Linked DNA regions of Mus musculus: region 1 is linked to region 2. A link is a contact called in public HiChIP or PLAC-seq data. All regions are on one chromosome and are shown on one strand. The core of a region is the stretch at or near the end of the contact, and the rest is flanking DNA. Distances in the headings are between cores, read along the strand shown.

What was found. HiChIP or PLAC-seq counts read pairs in DNA pulled down with a chosen protein or histone mark.
Region 1: an RNA polymerase II HiChIP or PLAC-seq map of embryonic stem cells shows a contact between it and region 2, with 22 read pairs. The contact joins the promoter of 4930447C04Rik here to the enhancer-like site in region 2. A contact is called at or near these places in 7 of 484 Hi-C or Micro-C datasets (bone marrow-derived DN2 thymocytes, embryonic stem cells and nephron progenitors), 8 of 115 datasets of contacts at active chromatin or transcription factors (craniofacial prominence, embryonic limb bud and embryonic stem cells) and 2 of 9 other capture datasets (adipose tissue and pancreatic islet).

The regions. Positions count from the first base shown.
Region 1 is chr12:72,916,236-72,919,527 of GRCm38.p6, reverse strand. 4930447C04Rik (RIKEN cDNA 4930447C04 gene) reads left to right here and starts at 1,763. Exons shown (of 18, transcript NM_029444.2): 1 at 1,763-1,820; 2 at 2,649-2,705; 3 at 2,798-2,854. The coding sequence starts at 2,657.
Region 2 is chr12:72,852,998-72,855,905 of GRCm38.p6, reverse strand. No RefSeq gene overlaps it. Among named protein-coding and RNA genes, the nearest start is that of Gm40441, 10 kb to the right of the region's middle. Within about 2 kb of position 1,390, at least 18 of the 459 cell types and tissues checked have an H3K27ac peak or open chromatin away from gene starts, as enhancers often do. A contact at or near this core is called in craniofacial prominence and embryonic stem cells, where this site is marked.

The DNA.
Region 1 (3,292 bases), core at 514-3,013, 63 kb before region 2:
GGGAGATAGGAGATGGGGGGGGTGGAGTTTTAATCAGAGGGCATGTAATTTCAGTGAGGCAGGATGAAAAAATTCTGGAAAACTAGTATGCACCATGGTGACCATAGTCAATACTGTATTTTGTACTTGACACCTGGTAAGACAGTAGGTCTTAAGTGACCTCACCAACTACACAAATGATCATTGTATGAGGTGGTGGGTATGCTCATAAATTGATTTCTTTTCAGTCTTTCCTAATTATTATGGCTTGTGCATACTTTGGATGGCTTCCCTCAAGGCTTCCGGTGCTGGAATTTAATCCCCATTTTGAGATATTAAGGCAGTAGGCATTTACCCTAACTCTAGTGTTCAGAAGTGGGGACTTTGGGGCGAGATTAGAATTAGATATAGTCACTAGAATGGGACCTTCATAACTGAATGTTGATAGATTGTAAAAAGAAGATGAGGGACCAGAAGAGACCCAGTACACATGGTTGATTGATATCTTGTGGTGTGATGCCTTGCACTGCGTTGGGACTTTATTGCCGAAAGAGTTATCACCAGATGTGGCCCCTCAGCCTTGGACCTCAGGAAGTATGAGCCAAAACACATGTCATTAGAACAAAGTTAGTAGTCCGTAGATTTTAGCAATAGACAGCGAATACATTAATGCGTTCAAGTTTCTATGTTACACACTGTAAATATATTCAAATTTGTATCTATATACAAATTGTAAATATATACAAATAAATTGTAAGTTACACTTTGGTAAACCTGGAAAAATAGATTCTCACATACACAGAAAAAAGAATAAAATTTCTAAACTCTTATATCATCAAAACTTATTAGCCTTGATGGTTTGGTATCATTAATACCAGTGAGTAATATAACGGGTTATAATAAAATTGATTATGTGTGTGTGTGCGTAATTTGAGAGATTTGAGAAAAATGCTGGATGCTTTTTTTTTAATTTAATTAATTTATGACAACACTTGTTGAGATGAGTTAGGATGATAATAGTACCATTTCCATTAGAAACATAGAACTGAGAAATGGCATAGCTCAATCAGTTCAGTCCCCATTACTAGTCGATTAAAAAATAAAAATAGACCCAATTTAGGGAATTTTTTTTTTCCTTCTGTATGTTCGCTTTGGATACACAAAGTTCAAATGCATAAATTACCTAGGGACAGTAGTTTTAAAAAGAAATTTTGTTTTTCTTGTGTTAATGTCCATTTTAGTGCTGATTTTCAAGCCATTTTGTTAGTGAGGCGAGGGTAGTGTTTGAAGAAAACTAGCCTGAAGAAAGCCGTTCCTGCCGGGCGTGGTTGCGCACACCTTTGATTCCAGCACTTGGGAGGCAGAGGCAGGCAGATCTCTAAATTCGAGGCCAGCCTGGTCTACAGAGTGAGTTCCAGGACAGCCAGGGCTACACAGAGAAACCCTGTCTCGAAAAACCAAAAAAGACAAAAGAAAAAAGAACGCCAGCCGTTTCTTCTGGCACCGCTTTCTGCATCCAGCACCCATTTTGGGATTTTTTTGACCGCTCCACCTGGGGGAGCGCCCCCCCCCCACCCCGCGTCAATGTGATCTCGCGAGAACTGTGGCCTACCACGTGGTGCGCGGGGTCTCTCAAGGCCCCAGCCAAAGGGCTTAGACTCTTAAACCTCAGAAGGTCTGGTGGTGTTCCCAGAACCCCGCCCTGGGGACCCGGGGACCAGCGGATGTCCGGGGACCCGTGGGGACCCGTAGGGACCTGTTAGGTGGGCCGGGGAGGGGAGGGGACGCTGGTGGAAGAGCGGTCTGAGGAGAAAGCTGCGGGTCTGAGGAGGAGGCAGCAGGTCTGAGGAGAGGGCAGCGGGTCTGAGGAGGAGGCAGCGGGTCTGAGGAGAAGGCGGCGGGTCTGAGGAGAAGGCGGCGGGTCTGAGGAGGAGGCAGCGGGTCTGAGGAGAGGGCGGCGGGTCTGAGGAGAGGGCGGCGGGTCTGAGGAGGAGGCAGCGGGTCTGAGGAGGAGGCAGCGGGTCTGAGGAGAGGGCAGCGGGTCTGAGGAGAAGGCAGCAGGTCTGAAGAGGCCGCCGCGCTCCACAGAGCCACGTGCCAGGGCCTGGCGCCAGGGACCAGGGCCTCCGCTGAGGGGAGCATCTGCGGAAGGGGCCATGCCCTTGGGCGGATTCCTGGCATGAATGCAGGAGTGGGGATGCGAAACCAGCCTGGGGCGGGCGGGGCTAGGACTGAGAGCTGTGGAAAACCTTAAAAAGCAAAAGAAAACAAAACACATGGCGGTCACTCGTCAACTTACACCATTTCTCTAGAGCCCCTTCCACGAAGGGCGCTAAGAGTTCCCCTACAGTTGACGCATAAGTTTTGGAATAGATCATAAGAAATCTAGATGTCTGGGTTCTAGTCGTTCAAAAACTCAACAGCAGTCACGAAGGAAAACTTCTAGAACTTTCCGTCTTGCGGAGCCCTTTGGGTATCCACTCAGTTGTTTATCTGGGCTCTGGAAGCGCTGGCTGGGAATTCAGCAGCTAATTGGAAGAGACTCCCTTCTCACCATGTCTTAATCCACTTACATTTTCCTTTTAAGAATGCTATACTAGAAAGGTTCTTACTTTATGTATGCTCTTTTATATATGGCTTCTGAAAGTTTTATTATTTATTTTACACAGTGTCCAAGATGAATGATAATCTGTTTGTCAGTTTGGACAGGCTTTTGTTGGAATTTGGTAGGTATAAAATGAAAATAAAGAAGAAATAGTAATTTGTATTAACATTTGACATTTAACCATGAAGAAAAATCTCAAATGTTTATTTTTAGTTTTCCAGTATGAGCAAGACATAAGTATTAAAGAAGATACGATTCAAAGAATTAATAGTAAGTAGTTTTGCATGAAATAAATATTTTAGTCTTTTGGTTTTATCTTATATAGCATAGTGCATAATTAAACTGCTTAGGGCAACTTGTATGTATGAGAGGGGGGTCTTTCTTTTGAGTAATGATGAGCTATTTATTTTAGGAGTGAATAATTGAAACAGTATTATAACAATGTTTGTATTCAACATCATTTTGTAAAGAATTTCTCAGAAATAGTCCCTTACATAAGCTCTTTTACCTTTCAAGTAAGAGTCATTTCAAATATTGGAATTTTTTTTTTCTAGAAATAATAAAAATCAGAGGTTGGCAAGTGGCACATTATCAGGAAGAATGATTCTTAAAAATAATAAGTAAAATAGCAGGGTAAATTAAATAAAATGGTTCAGTTCTAATTTTAGTTTTGAAAACAGAACTGTTAACTTTTTAGTATTAGTATTC
Region 2 (2,908 bases), core at 141-2,640:
TTCATTTGAAAGGATGAGATTGAGCACTTTTTAAAACAAAACTTTAATATAACCCTACAGAGCGTACAAAATATACACTCTTGGGGGAGGGGGAAAGTGTCCTTACCCTGTCTTTGGCAAAGTTACCAGATAGAATCTGCAAAACTAAAGTCCCTACAAGAGGCTACATATTTACAAACCCCTGAGGGCACACAGGTTGGCTTTAGCTCGCAGCAGTGATGACTTCATTGTGCTGTCAATAGAACAACTGATAAAGACTAATTGTAACTGCTCTGCATATGTTAGGTCATTTAATCTTACATGAGGCACAAAAACCACAACAAGACAGATACCATTATCTCTGTTTTAATGATGAAGAGACCAAAGGGAGATTAAATTACCTCGGGTCAAGCAATCCATAAGTGGTATGGGTGAGATTTGAATGCATCCAATGTGAGTTTGCCTCCAGATGACGTCTTTTAATCACATAATTGACTGTATAGATATAGAACGGTTAATAAGGTTCTTAAATTATGCCTTAGCACACACAATGTCCAGGAAGGTCAGATAGCCAGGTATGGAGCCATTTAGTCAGGAGTAGTGTCAGAAGTGAGCCCAGACCCGAAGCCACTTTAGCTCTCCCTCTGAAAGAGTATTCGCTAAGACCGAGCTGCCCTGGATGCGACTTGAATCGGTTTTTTTTGCATGCTCTCTACTCATCTGCATCCAAGTTCAGCTAAAGACGATCACAGAGGATATGCCTCGCACAGATATTGTAAGGGATGCATTTGTTTTAGGCTGAACAATTATATGAGCCTCTAAGGAGGGGGGGGAGCATTTTTTTAATGTTGATATATGCCACTAAGAGGAATTTAAAGTCACCAAGAACACTTCAATTACTTCAGCACTTGCAAACAGCAGAGTTAATGAAAAGCAAGCGTATTTTCTCAGGATCTGGTTTTTTGTTGTTGTTGTTGTTCAGATTAGCAAAAGAACCCCTGAAACCCTCACAGGAAGTGAGGCAATAGCGACTGGGCCGACTTCATCTCCCTGTTGCACCGCAGAATGTTGCGCCTCGTGTGACCCTAATGGAGGGAAAATAGTTTTGTTATTTGAGCGTAAAGACTAAATAATGATAAATCGGTTGCCTGAAGTGCAGAAACAAATGGGTGTGTGGCATTAACAGAGTTAATTGTAGATGCAGATTAAAAGGCAAGATTAAGTAGTGGAAGAAAAGCAGAGTCACCTTCGGCCCAGACCCGCCAAGCAGAGGCGGTCAGTCACCTAGCAACAAGTTTCCTTTCCCCGCTGCGCTCTTTAATTCGGCAAATCTGCTCAGGGTGGCGGGCTGTTCTCCTGACAAAACGCATTATGTAGGAGACGGAGGGATACAAAACTCCAGTGAACACCGCACTCTGCTCGCTATTGACCACTGATCCTTTCTCTCAATCCACAAAAGAGGCTCACATAATGCCCTGAAAGGAGAAGAGTCTCCACAGAGAAAACATTTGCTTGTAATTGAGATTGACTACATAATGAAAATGATGTTCTTTTTTAAAATTCTGCTTGTTGAGGCCACACTTTTTGTCTCCGAGCACTCAAAACATATCCCTGCTGGGAAAAGGGGCAAACATTGTAAAAACTCAAAACTGTGATTTTTTCCCTCCCCCCTTTGCATTGAAAACGCCCATTCTGTAACAAAATGGCCAGGTCTCTCTCCTTAGAACTTAAACAAGTGCTAAGAAGGTAAACAGGAAAACTTCTATTCAGCGGTGCTGTCGAGTTTGCTGGCTTTGCATGCTCATTGATTTGCACAACAACTGGACGGAACTGGATGGGAAATTGGATTTCTTGATTGTGTCCTCTGTGGGGAGACTGTACATTGCTGGACAAAACTCAGCCGGCATTTAAAACGCGTGGCTTTTAAACACCCGTTAAAATTTTCACCTGGCTGAGAAGAAGCAAGAACCACGAGAAAGTAAAAATAGTCTCTGTCTGGAAGCCGCGAAGCTAACGGGTGATTTCCCATCAAAAGGATGGGGTTGGGCGGGCTCTTTGTGAGGCTGGCACAGAAGAACAGCAGCCTGGTTGTAGCCATACCAATAGACCTATCAATTCTGAAATAACGTGGAAATTATGCTTAATTGGGAGACAGTCATATTTCCTATTTCAAGGATTTTTTTCGGGCAAAGCGACTTTCATAAACAAGTGAGCACTCTGAGGGCACCTGCATTCAACACTCCTCTGCTGCCAGTCTCCATTCTAGAGGCCAAGGATGCAAGCATGGAACATAGATGGTCCTTCAAAGACAAACAGGAGTGGAGTGTTTGTATAGAAACTGCTGTGGGGACTGGGAGAACAGCCACCCAGAGCATCGGTTCTCAACCTTCTTCATGCTGAGACCCTTTAATACCATTTCTCAAGTTATAGTGACCTCCAGCCTTAACATTATTTTCATTGCTGTTTCATAACTGAAATGTTGCCACTGTTATGAATCATAATGTAAATAAATATATGATATGCAGGGTATCTGGGGGTCACAATCCACTTGTTGAGAACTGCTGGCCTAGCGTCACGTGCAGTCTGATGGGAGAAGTGTTTGCTCCATATTTCTGCAAAAAGGAAGACAATAAGCCAGCCAGCCCCTTACCTAAAGAAAATGTGGTTAGTGACTGTCTCGGAGAGAGGGAAACCCTTAGCTGAGAGAACGCCACAGCATTCTTAAAAGAGAAAGCCATAGTGCTTCAAGTGGCAGACAGCGGCCTCAGACTGTGTGAGTTGGAGTCTGGAGAAGTATTTAAGCCTTAAAGGGAGTGTGGAAATACTGACAGACCTTACTGTGGAACAATTGAGCTTGCAATGGCATTAGCAGATAACTTGGTAACTTTTATCTTCTCTTCCTTTAAAAAAAGCCTTGGGAAATGAAGAG